Regions from separate parts of the Gossypium hirsutum genome. Here regions 1 and 2 are each linked to region 3. The links are chromatin contacts, called in public Hi-C maps. All regions are on one chromosome and are shown on one strand. Each heading gives the region's core, a stretch centred on a gene start, on an enhancer-like site or on the middle of the called end of the contact. The rest is flanking DNA. Distances are from core to core; before and after follow the strand shown.

Region 1 (4,330 bases), core at 836-3,335, 150 kb before region 3:
GCTATAATAGTGAGATGCAAGCAACCTTCAACTCATCTACACCTATTACTTAAGTATCCTTGCACGTTACAACCTTGTTTTAAGGGTTTCACTAATCTCCAATAGTTCACAGATAACAGCAACTAATTCTGCACCGAATGACGATTCTGTCTCTCACCTGGTTATATCGTAGACCAGAAGAGCTCCTGCTGCTCCTCTATAGTAAGATCTGGTGATGGACCTGAAGGATTCTTGCCCAGCCTGAAATATAATCATGCATAAGCTCTGGCTCAAATCCATCAAAATGATGAACAATGAAATAGAAAATAAAAAAGAAGGAAAAGAAAAATAGTTGAGATAACTACAAGCTCAGTTAGATGTTAACAAGCTGGGCAATAGATGAGCTCAAGCCAAAGTGCAAAAACCTTGTTCAAACTCAGCTCAGCCTACTTATCTGGCTTTGATTGAAACCAAGCTCTCTTTTATATCCTCAAAAGTTTCAAACTTTAGCCTACCTTTACGAACTAATCACAACCCAAATATCAATATTCAACTAACATTACCATTTTCTGTTGGGTACACTTTCAGCATTTAAATTTGGCAGTGAAAAAAAAGGTGGGAAAGAGAAGCATATAAATAGATGTAGATTCCCACTACAGTTTCTTTAAATTCCATCTCTCAACCATAAAATGGCTCCATTTTTACCTAGATATAAACATTTTAAAGAAAATCATAAACATTGGATTCCTTTTAATCTATCCATATATGGTTCTTAATGATATAAAATTCGAATCAAGACTTGAATTATGTTAAAAGATGCTTAAGCTAAATGTAGTCTGCTTGCAAAAAGAAGAAGAATACGCCAGCAAGCATTTACTAAGCTTGTTTATGAACAACTTATTGAACTTGTTCGTGAACATAAACAAGTCACATTTATTGATGTTCAACTCATTCGTTTTCTTAACAAGTGTTAAAATCTTGTTCAAAACTTAATAAATGAATATGATGACCCTAAACCAAACCCATTTATAAACTGCTTACTGAATGCTCTATTCATTTATAGCACTAGAGATAACATAAGCCATTGAATTCATTAATAAGCTAAGTTTCGACGGTTCCACATTCCTTGAGTAGGAAGCAAGCGAAAAAAGAATAAATAACCACCCAATATAGTCTCCTCCCCATGAAAGAAGGTAGAGTTCCTACACAAAAACAACTAAAAGATACCTAATGTCATCAAAAATATAATCCCCTGAAAAACGAGTCACCAAAGGCTTTCACTTTCACCTCCGTTTACTCTCACCATTAAGCCAACTAAAAGCCAATCAAATAGACAAACAAATAAAACTGCGCTTTTCGTCGGAAAAAGAATTTCAATTCCGACAAAACTCTACTCTAAACTTAGCACATAATCATATTCTTTGGGGGCCCCTAGCCCTAAGTTCTTCTAGACCCAACAGCCATAGTTCCTTGCTTAATAACCAAAATCTTTCGTAACACTCTTTGGCTTCTAAACCTAAATTATTCATATGCCAAAGCTAAAAATTCTAAAATTTTAATACCCTTTCCAGAAAACAACACAACAGAGTGCGCGTGTGTATATATAAGGTTAAAGAGTTAGGGTTTTTACAGTATCCCAAATCTGAAGCTTGATGGGCCTGCCATCTATGGTGACCATCCGAGCACCAAATTCAACACCGATGGTTAGATCATGAACTGGTTGGAATCTCTTGTCTGTAAACTGCAAAAGCAAACATGACTTTCCTACACCTGCAACACAAAAAAATCAAATCAAATCCCCAAAAAATTTGAAAGCATTTCTAAATGATACTTAAAAAAAAAAGAAAAATCAAATTGGGAAATTTTCAAACAGAGAAGTAAGCTACCAGTGTCACCGATGATTATGTACTTAAAAAGATAGTCGTAAGACATGGTTTGAGTGCGTCGTCGAATTCAAGGTTGTTCGTCCCCCTGTCCGAATTTTTTTTTCGCAGTAAAGAGAGGGAGAGGACAGAGGAGTAATGTAGAAGAAAAAAGAACGATACGGTTCACTGTTCGTCGTTGCTTCTGTTTTAGTTTTGGTTGAAATTCTAAGGCTTTTATTTATTTATTATTATTATTATTAATTATTTTCCTTTTACATGGACGAGGAAATTGTTGGGTGTTCAATCGGAGCCGATTATAATTAGAATTTTTTTTAAATAATTTTTATTTTTATACTTTTATACATATTTTTATTTAATCTTTTAAATTAATTTCCTTTTTTAGATAATTCAGCTTTTATCTCTCAATTAAGAAATAAAAATATTAACTTTTAAGGTACTTTCAAATATAGCTACTAAAATTACTATTGAGATAATATATTAGGAGTTAGATTATATTTTGTCTTTTCTATTAAAAATAAGCGATTTAGTTTCTATAGATTATATTAAAAAGTAAATTGATTATTTTTATTAAAAAATTGATGAAATAACTAGACACGTCACATATACCTTATGCTAATGTACAATGATAATTTTTTAACAATAAAAATGAATGAAACTTTTAATAAAAGCATCAATTTGCTATTTGACCTAACATATAAGATTAATCTACCCATTTTTTAAGTAGAAGGAGCAAAATATAATTCGACTCCTAGTATAGGGGTCTCTATATTATTTCTACCTTCAATGATATTAATGTATCTTTGTCTCTACTTCAAAAGAGGAAGAATAGAAATGGAGTCTAGAAATACTAGTGAAAAAAAGAAAAACTATTCAAAAGTGTCGTGAAAAGTGAGTATATTCAGAGAGGGCAACAAAGTTGCCGATAGACTGGCAGCAATGGCACTTTCAAGACCTTTGGGTAGATATAGATATATGCAATCTTTAGAGGAAATTCTCCAAAGATTACATGATGATTGCTCTGAAATGCTTAACATCGTTTAGTCTAGTTATGATTTTATCTATTTTCATGTACCAAAAAAGAAAAAAGTGAATGGAACATAGTTCTAAGAATATAGAAGAACAACCTATTAATTCATGTGACCAAAATATCATTAAATTAGGTGACATTGCATTTCGTATTGCAATTTCGGAGATCTAAGAAGACATTGTAAAATAGTTAAAGATTGATTTAGTATAGAAGTTGAAAAATTATGTGAAAAAGAGCTTTTTAAGTAAATAAAACCTTAGTAGATTTGATTTCCAAACAGAGCAAATCTAGGAAAGCATTGGAAATTCGAAAGGAGCAGGGGTATACCCCTTTTGCACATTGCCATGTTGAGCAGTGGAAAGATAAATCATCGGAGGTCATCGGGGGATTGTAATTACATATTTGTTTATCTAATTTATTATTAAAGAAATTGCTATTATTATTTTCAGTCTTTATTTCTTTATTTAGTTTATTAATAAAGACATTGTTATTATTATTTTCAATCTTTATTTGTAGGTATTAAATAAATTGTTTAATAATAAAGTTTTATAGTAAATCTTAAATATCCTTAATCAAAGTTTTAAAAGTTCCTATTGATGTTATTTGAAGTTTTTGAATGTTAATGGTAGATTTTGATGCTTGAAAATGAAATAAGACTATTTTGTTTAGTGAATTTTTGTTCGTTTTGAGTTTAGGGACTAAAATATAATAATGTAAAGTTTGATATGAAATTTCTAAAATTTATGTATTTAGACGGCTATATAGGGATGTAATTGAAATTGAATTGTAAAATAAAGCTTGAATTTGAAAGATATAATAGTTTCGGTTTTAGGGATTAAATTGAATAAAATGTAAAACTTGAGGGATTATTCGATAGATAAATTAAATTGTCATATAACTTTAGTATGCTGTTAAACGAGGGCTGTAATTGATAATTGAACTAAATTATGGTTTAGATTGGAGAATTTCAACAATTGGAGGATATACATAGAAAAAGGGAAAATTACTGAATTGTCCCTGATGCCTTATCCGTTGTTGTTTTTGTCAGGTAAGTTCATATGGGACTTAATTTTTAAATTCATAATGTAGTTGTAATACTCTAATTTGCCTTTTAGATAATATTGCTAAGTATATATATTGTCTCAATAGCAAACGGATTAATTCAATAAGACTTGAAATGTATGATAAATATGGGAATATACGTAACATCGAAAGAATGTAAATTTTTATACGAATGGATTAATTTGTAAGAAATGTTAATAAATGATTTGGTAGCTGGTAATGATTAATCAAATCATATTGGTGTGAATTTGATTAATTACTGAGATATATGACTTAAATGAAAGGTATTTAGATATGTATAGGTTAATTAAACTTTGTGTAGAGTATTGCACGATATTTAGATGAATTTGATATATGCTTTAGTTATTGGAAATAT
Region 2 (4,091 bases), core at 1,410-3,909, 130 kb after region 3:
ATTATGTCCAAATTTTACAAAGAAAGTTAAATTATACCCCAAATTTAGCACTTTTTGTATATTTGAAATTTAACCCATTACTTTTATTTTAAGGAATTCATGTACTTTTCATATTTGAAAATATAAATTCAATTGTTAATATTATAATTTTTTTATTAAATTCATGTTATTACAACATTATTCTTTTTGTCACATGGTTAGCATATAAGTTTCTTTTAACTTTAAAATATCACATTAACAAATTTAATGAAAAAAATTAATAATATTAACAATTAAAAATAAATTTTGAAAACTAAAAGATAAAAATATAAAATCCTTAAAAATAAAAATAAAAAAGATCAAAATTTAAATCTACGAAAAATATATAAATTTGGAGTATAGTTTAACCAAAAGAAAAATCTCAGTTTTTTTTTTAAATATTCTAAAACATTTTTTATTATTATAAAGAATTGGAAATCAAGTCGACCTTAAAAGCAAAACAATCAAGAAAGAAGGAAAGAGAAGCTAAAGCTTCAGCTAGAAACAGATGAGCCTCCATTTCATTCACCATTATTGATTTAAAAACCTGCCAGTAAGAAAAATCACTTTGGTTGAAGCTTAACTCAGACAGCATTGGCTCTTCACATTTAATAAATATGTTTTGGTTTTTTTATTTATAATTTATTTATGCTTTTTTAGATTTTTTTAAAAAATCATTTTTATTATTTTTATCCAAAAATGAATTTTTTAAAAAATATTTTTAATTTTAAAAATTTTTAGAATTAGAATTAAATTGATAAATTTTGTAAATGTTTAGGTATAAATTTATTAAATTTTTAGAATTAGAACTAAATGACAAATTTTGTAAATATTGAGAGCTAAATTTGTTGACCTTTTAGATTTAAAATCAAATTGAAAAAATGTATAAACATTGGAGGGCTAAATTTGTTACTATGTCAATAAAAAAGGACTCATGTTAGCTTCCTGGTTTAAGTATTTAACGATAGATGACTAAAATTTTAAAATTTGAAAATATTAGTGATGAAATTAAAAGTTTTTTAAAGTTGAGCGATGAAAATATAACCTACTCAAAAGTTGGGTGACCAAGTAGTTTACCCTAAATTCTTTTAGATGTGTGAGTTTTTTAGGGAGCTTTGTCTAATTTAAAAAGAAATAGTTAAAGAAATGTCAAATTATTTTTTACCACATATAGTTATATTGTTTTTTAAATATGATTTTTTTTTATATTTTTCAATTGAATTAGTACCCATCTAACTAGTACCGAAATCTTGAGAGTTTTATTACTGAAGTAGATATAAATTCATATAAAATAAATGTTTGAGTTGATGTAAAAAGTGGTAAATATTAAATTACTGAAAACAGGACAAGAGGTGAATTTGCTAGGTTGGCAGTGTGTGTCAATTTGACTAAGTCTTTGGTATTGAAGATCAGTGTGGAAAACCATATGCAAAGGGTGGAGTATGAACTCTCCCATACATTTGCTACAATTGTGGACACTATGGACATACAAGGGAGAGATTTTGTAGCCACGGCAACGGATAAAATGGCGACTACTAGACAAGAGGTGTTGAATGAACCATAACCAACAATATAACAGCGTGTAGAGGAGGAGGATTTTGGTTCATGGATGGTGGTGGAGAAACGTGGAAGACAACCGGCAAGGAGGAATGCAAAGTTGGTAAGCAGGAGTCTCGCCATAAATTCTAAAAATTCAAAATTTGACATTTCAATAGGGACGAGTAAAACTCAATTCGATTAAAAAATTAAAAAAATAGAATTTCGAGTTAATCGAATCAAGTTGATCGAATTATTCAAGTAAACTGAATAAGTAATTTGAGTTTTGAGTTCGATTTAAGTTGAATTTTACATTTCAAATAATTCGAATAACTTATTGGTATAAATATTCTTTTGGTCCCTATCAAGTTTGAAAATGAACAAATTGGTCTCTCTCAACAAAAATTACAAAATTATTCAAAATAATTTTCAAAAATTCAAAATAATTTTTAAAATTCAAAATATTTATAAAAATCCCAAAATTCATATTTTTTTAAATTATAAAATTTTTAAAAAATTCTAAAAAATATATAAAGAAAGTTAAAAAATTATTATTTTTAGAATAATAATTTTGGGGACTTAAAGAAGTTAATTAATGGTTCAAGTTTATCATACTAAAATATTTTTTCAACTATTTTGCTTTGAAAAAGTTTTCAAATATATATAGTTTCAAATTTATGTGCTTTAATATGAAATTCGTTATACATTTTAATTTGACATGGTTAATTTTTTAATTTAACTCGAATAATTTCACTCAATTCGACTCGATTTGAATTTCATCTCACTTGAATTGATCCAAAAAAAATTCAAATCTAGTTAGGATGATAAAATAGGACTCATCAACTCGAAATATTTTCACTCGATTCGACCGAACGCTGACACCTATATACTAACAAATTTGGATGATGAAAATCCCAGTAATTTAGGGACACAACAATAAAGGAGAGAATCGGGGAAGGCCAGCTCTGGGTTAAATCTGAAACATAAGGATGTTGCAGCGAATAATAATGGACCGAGAAGGGATAAGGGGAAAAGTGTTGTTGGGAGTGTTAATGGTTGGGCTGCAAATGGGTCCACAAGGAATGCCGGCCATTCGTCTTTGTATGGACCAATGGAATACAATAATAAAAATGGAGCGAGCTTAGCAAGATAGGACATAATGCTGAATAAGGTGGGGCCAAGTAAGCCCAAAAGTCAAGCTCCAAGCTTGGAAGGCTTCATTGCTACACTGATACAAACAAAATTAAACCCCAAGAATCATGTTGTTATTTCAGTAATGGGAAATTCAAAAATGGCGATTCAAGAGGCTTTGAGGCCAGATGCGATCAATGGGGATATGGCTACTGACTTGGATGGCAGTGTAGCGTCCAGATGGGTCAATCAAAAATCAGTATAGTCGAAGGATGTTAGGAAGGACATCCTGTGTCGGAGAGTTTGAATTAAAGACTACAGGAATTGCGCATTACCAATGGGTGTAGCTATCGAGGGTATCCTTAATAGGCTGGAACAACAAGAAGATAGCTTGGATGATGCTATGGGTGCTGATAGATGATGAAGTTTCCAGTGAAACCAAGTCCATGGTGGAGATCCATGATTAAGGAAGGAGCAGTAGTGATTTTTTTATGGACAGTAATATCGTTTTTTGGAATTGTCAGGGTGCTGGTCATCCGAGGTTTGATCGTATTGTGAAGGAATATATTCGTGAGAATAAACAGTGAATTATGACGTTGGTGAAGACAAGGCTGAGAGAAGAAAAAGTAGACAAGGTCATCGCTAAACTGGGGTTTCCTTTTTCTCGTAGAATTAAAGAGAATAGTTCATCTTACTCGTCTGTATTTGGTCAACTACTAACGACTTGAAAACAAAAGATTTCATATTCGACTATACAAAGCCTTGCACACATAAAGCTTTCACTAATGTGATTTAATAATTGTAGTATCAAAATGCAGATAAACGTTTGACCTCTTGGCGGATTATCCTTGTGAATTCTATCTTTACTAGTTGTCTTTGTGACCCACATGCATCTACTTCCTTAAAAAGAAATCCTTCCGGATTCTTACTTTAGAACTTATGAAAGAAAACTCGTAGATAACTCCCATAGCTCATCTTGTACCAATAAATCCCGATAACCAATTAAGATAAATCTTGACGAACAATTGTTGTTGCAGACTGCTATTAATAGCTTATCCTAACAAACTCAGATTCGTAGTACAATCAATGAGGATTCTTGCTTCAGACTCAAGTATGCAAAACATATTGACAGTTTCATAAAGAAGATCCCCGTTACGGACTAATAAAGAAGATCTATTCTTCTCAATCCAATAGACAAACCTAGCGGACCGTCGTATCTTGCCTCTATCTCACAATAACATATAACCCATTCATAGTGGTCCACCCTTAAAAACATATCACATGTAGGCGGATTCTTAAGAGTGAATCCTCTATTGGCGGAATCATACATGCAAGACTATCCTGACAAACTATCATATATTTCATATATGGACTCGCATAAGTAGATATCTCATACCTTTAGATTC
Region 3 (4,068 bases), core at 1,073-3,572:
ACCCATTGACACACATCTCTACCAAGAGTATCCCACTAACTTTGAAAAAAGAGGGCATTATATCCATCACTACCAGGCGCTTTTAGAGGCGCCATATCAAAAAGTGCCCTTTTGATTTCCTCATCTGTGACTTCAGCTTCCAAAAAAGAGATTTCTGAAAGAGTAAGGTTAGGAAAACCAAAACAAGGCATACCTCTTAAAATAGGGGGAGTCTCGCCATACAGCCTTTCAAAGAATTCTACCGCTTTAGATTGTAAGATATCTTGATCAGAACACCAATCTCCACCATCTATATGTAAGGTAGAAATGCGATTGAATTTCCTTCTCTTAATCGTGCGACTATGATAGAATTTTGTGTTTTTATCTCCTAACTGCAACTAGTCACAATGAGCCTTTTGTCTCCAAAGTAAGTCTTCATGGTCAAGGATGTTTTCCAATTCATCACGAACTTCCAATTCTTTCTGAGCTGACTAGATGAAAAATGGTTAATGGCCTTTTGAATATTACTAAGTGATCTCAAAAGGAGATGTTTTCAAACACCCAAAAAACCATACACATCCCTATTCTAAAGTTTAACAGAAAAAGTAAAATTATTAAGAGAATCAACCATATTACCAACAAAATTCCACTTATCTTTAACAAATGTGGGGAAAGATTTATGCTGCATCCATCCTGCTAAAAATCTGAAAGGTCTTCCTTTAGGAACGCCATGATTCGGACTAGTGGATAGCAAAAGAGGCTGATGTTTAGATTTAGTACGAGTGAACCAAGCACTGCAGAAAAGTTAGCATCCAATCATCATTTGCTAAAGCCCGATCCAATCTTACAAAAGTACCACCGCATTGTCATGTGAAGGAGGGTCCACGAAACCCTAAATCCTGCAAAGCACAAGAGTCAACGAAATTACAAAAAAATTCATAGCGTTTACCTATATTAAAAGGGCTTTTCTTATCTGCAGGAGATAAAATAGCGTTAAAATCCCCCATGATGAGCCAAGGAATAGGCTAGACTAGAGATACAAATTTTAAACTATCCCAAAGGAGCTTGCGTTTCAACCTGTCAGGGCTACCATAAACAAAAGTGATTAAAAGAGACTTATTTAAAATAAAATTGTCAACGCTACGGGAAATAAATTGAGGATGGTTACTACATAATGCGAATTCTAAAAGAATCCTTCCATACAGCTTCAACCCGATGAGAAGAATTGAAGCCCAATTGTTCAATAATAAAATTGGTTTTTTTACCGCTTACTCTAGGTTCAACCAGACATACAATATTTGGACTATGCTCCAAATTATATTCGCGGAAGGCCTGAAAAAAATTTCTACTAGCACACCCTTGACAATTTCAAGAGAAAATTTTTAGATTAGGTACCATCAACATAAAAAACTATATAAATAAGAGAAAGAATATAAACATACTCTAGATTAGATGTTATTTTTAAACATACAATTGTATTCTAAATCATTAGTTTCCAAGAATATAATAAGAATTGCAATAATAATTATTATTGTGTTTTGTGACCATCAACGTGAACTCTACTGCTCATAAATAATTTGTTAAAATAAATAAAATTTGAATTAAACTAATTTTACTTTAATGCTTAAGTTAGGGTTTATTATGCCTAAATTTAAATATATTTAAAAGTTCATTAGTCGAGCTGACGTAATTTTTAATTTAATCCAAAGCTCAAAAGTTTTTTATGTCACTTAAAAAGGAAATTATATTTATCAATTTTTTTTTCATTAATTTATCACTAAAAGATTCCTTTTTTTAACTTATTAAACTAAAATATGAGATTAATGATAGTAATAATATTATATAAATAAGAAAAGTTAAATTGCAAATTAAATTGAAAATGTAATCAATGTATTTTAATTTAGTAGAGTTTAAATTTTTTTATCCTTAATTTCTATTTTACTATTCATATCTCTCAACAATATCATCTCTAACATTTTGAATCTAAATTTTTTTCTGAAAAATACTCAACCTGTTATTCATGTTTTTCTTTGGATAATGCAATAAGGAAAACCATAATTCAGGTTTTAAGTTTAATCAATTGATATGAAGGAAGAACAATTTTTGGATTCAGCTTCAAGTTGAATGGAAACAAAAAGCGACTTGCACATGATTGTTAAAATGCCCCCAAAAAGAAAAATTACGGACTGAAACACGATTCGCTGACACTGCGGCAACTGGTCCCTCTCTCTTAGTCATCACTGGCAGGCACTCCCCCCACCTTATCCTTTGTCTCTCTCTCCCAACAGAATCTCATTATTTCTATTATTCAATAATTACTATTGCCTTTTTCTTTTTTTGGGTATTCAATTACTATTGCCTTTTAATGTAAGATAGCTATTGTTATATTTTTATATTTTTATATAAACGAGTGGCCCTTTGAAGGCGGGGTTGGGGTTCTTTTCTCTTCATTTAAGAATCCACGACAATCCAAGAAAATTTAAATCCCATCTTCCCAATTCAGGAAACCCCCTCTTCTTTCTTGGTTTCCTCTGGATAATCCAAGAAGAAAAGAACAAAATTTGTCTTCCAATTCTCCTGGAGATGGAGGCCTCTTCAGCCAATGAACGCCTTCATTTTGGGAAGATGGGATATGGGTATCTCTTCTTTCTTCTTATCCCTTTTTTGTTTTTTTGGGGGTCTTTTCCATCAATGATTCATTGGGTTTGTTTGTTTTTTTCCTTTTATAGATGCCAACATTATAGGAGGAGATGTAAGATTCGAGCTCCATGTTGCAACGAGGTTTTCTGGTGTCGCCATTGCCACAATGAGGCTTCGGTATTCGTTTTCAGCATTTTTTCTGCATTCCCCCCCCTTTTTTTTCTATGTTTTAAGCTGAAAGCTCCCACGTTTCTGACTGTTTATGCAATTTCTTGTTCTGGGTATTCATTGTATTTGGATTCACTTATTGGTTCTTCAGAGCTTGTTAAAGAACCCCATGGACAGGCACGAGATTGTTCGCCAAGGCGTTAAACAAGTACGAAATTGAAAATCGCTGTGTTTTTCTTTTCTTTCAATTTATTGTCTTTCTCTTTTCAAGTTAATCATTTGTGCCAATTTGTTTCTGTGTAGGTTATTTGTTCGGTTTGTGACACAGAGCAGCCGGTTTGTGTTTCAGATTTGTATCTTTTAAGACACAAAAGGACCCTTTTCTTTGGTTTATGTTTTCACTTTGGGTGTTGGTTTTTTATGTTGTGTAGGTCGCTCAACTTTGTTCAAATTGTGGCGTCAACATGGGAGAATATTTCTGTGCAATTTGCATGTTCTTTGATGATGATGTAAGTACTTAAGTTTTTTCAAGATATAACTAATGAAATAGTTGATAAACATTAGCTTAAGATATAAGGAATGGATGGGCGTTTGATCCTTGTGTGTTTTACTATATAATGTTTATTTTTTCCATTAATGTTTACCGTTCGGTTACATCTAACGCAGACCGAGAAGGAGCACTTTCATTGCCATGATTGTGGGATCTGCAGGTTAGTTACCAAGTTTTAAGTATATATGGCTGTTATTTTCGTCTTGATTGCTTGAATTCAAGCTATGAGACTTAATCGAATGATTTTTGATACAGAGTCGGAGGTCGTGATAACTTTTTTCATTGCAAAAAGTGCGGTATGTACTTAACACCTTTATATCCCATTTCTTACCTTATCATGCTTGGTTCAAAGTTCTTAGATTCAATCCCATTTTTTACTTTGAAATGGTATTTGTGGCTGATTTTTTATTTCATATTCAGTCGTATTCAATAATTTGCATTTTTCATTGGGTTGTTTCGAACTATTCTGGATTTTGCTGTCATGCACTTTCATAATCGTTCTTGTTTTTGTTCGTCGTTGTTCTCAGTACACTATACTTATGAGTTCATTTTCATGTTTATATTCTTCTACTTTAATTTAGAACTATACTATTTTGATGTGAACTCACCGAAAACATCAGTCAATCGTGTTTTGAGGAGTTTAAACATTGAATTCCATCCCCTGCTTACAGTATCTCTTTTATTCAATGGTACATCTATTTGTTTTGCACAATAACCACACGTACTTATGC

Evidence for each region. Hi-C and Micro-C count contacts between places; a contact is called where the count stands out from the background.
Region 1: a contact with region 3 is called in a Hi-C map of leaf, with 4 times the contacts expected there. The contact joins the promoter of LOC107897556 here to the promoter of LOC107897553 in region 3. A contact is called at or near these places in 9 of 34 Hi-C or Micro-C datasets (anther, fibers, leaf and 1 more).
Region 2: a contact with region 3 is called in a Hi-C map of leaf, with 2.6 times the contacts expected there. The contact joins the enhancer-like site here to the promoter of LOC107897553 in region 3. A contact is called at or near these places in 2 of 34 Hi-C or Micro-C datasets (anther and leaf).

Annotation. Positions count from the first base shown.
Region 1 is chrA10:21,684,049-21,688,378 of Gossypium_hirsutum_v2.1, forward strand. LOC107897556 (ras-related protein RABB1b) reads right to left here and starts at 2,086. Exons shown (of 6, transcript XM_016823045.2): 1 at 1,866-2,086; 2 at 1,610-1,749; 3 at 158-240. The coding sequence starts at 1,911.
Region 2 is chrA10:21,968,787-21,972,877 of Gossypium_hirsutum_v2.1, forward strand. No RefSeq gene overlaps it. Among protein-coding and RNA genes, the nearest start is that of LOC121209175, 11 kb to the right of the region's middle. Within about 2 kb of position 2,660, at least 3 of the 9 cell types and tissues checked have an H3K27ac peak or open chromatin away from gene starts, as enhancers often do. A contact at or near this core is called in leaf, where this site is marked.
Region 3 is chrA10:21,834,654-21,838,721 of Gossypium_hirsutum_v2.1, forward strand. It overlaps LOC107897553 (E3 ubiquitin-protein ligase MIEL1), which reads left to right and starts at 2,323. Exons shown (of 12, transcript XM_016823040.2): 1 at 2,323-2,615; 2 at 2,709-2,796; 3 at 2,939-2,995; 4 at 3,091-3,123; 5 at 3,219-3,296; 6 at 3,454-3,497; 7 at 3,593-3,633. The coding sequence starts at 2,563.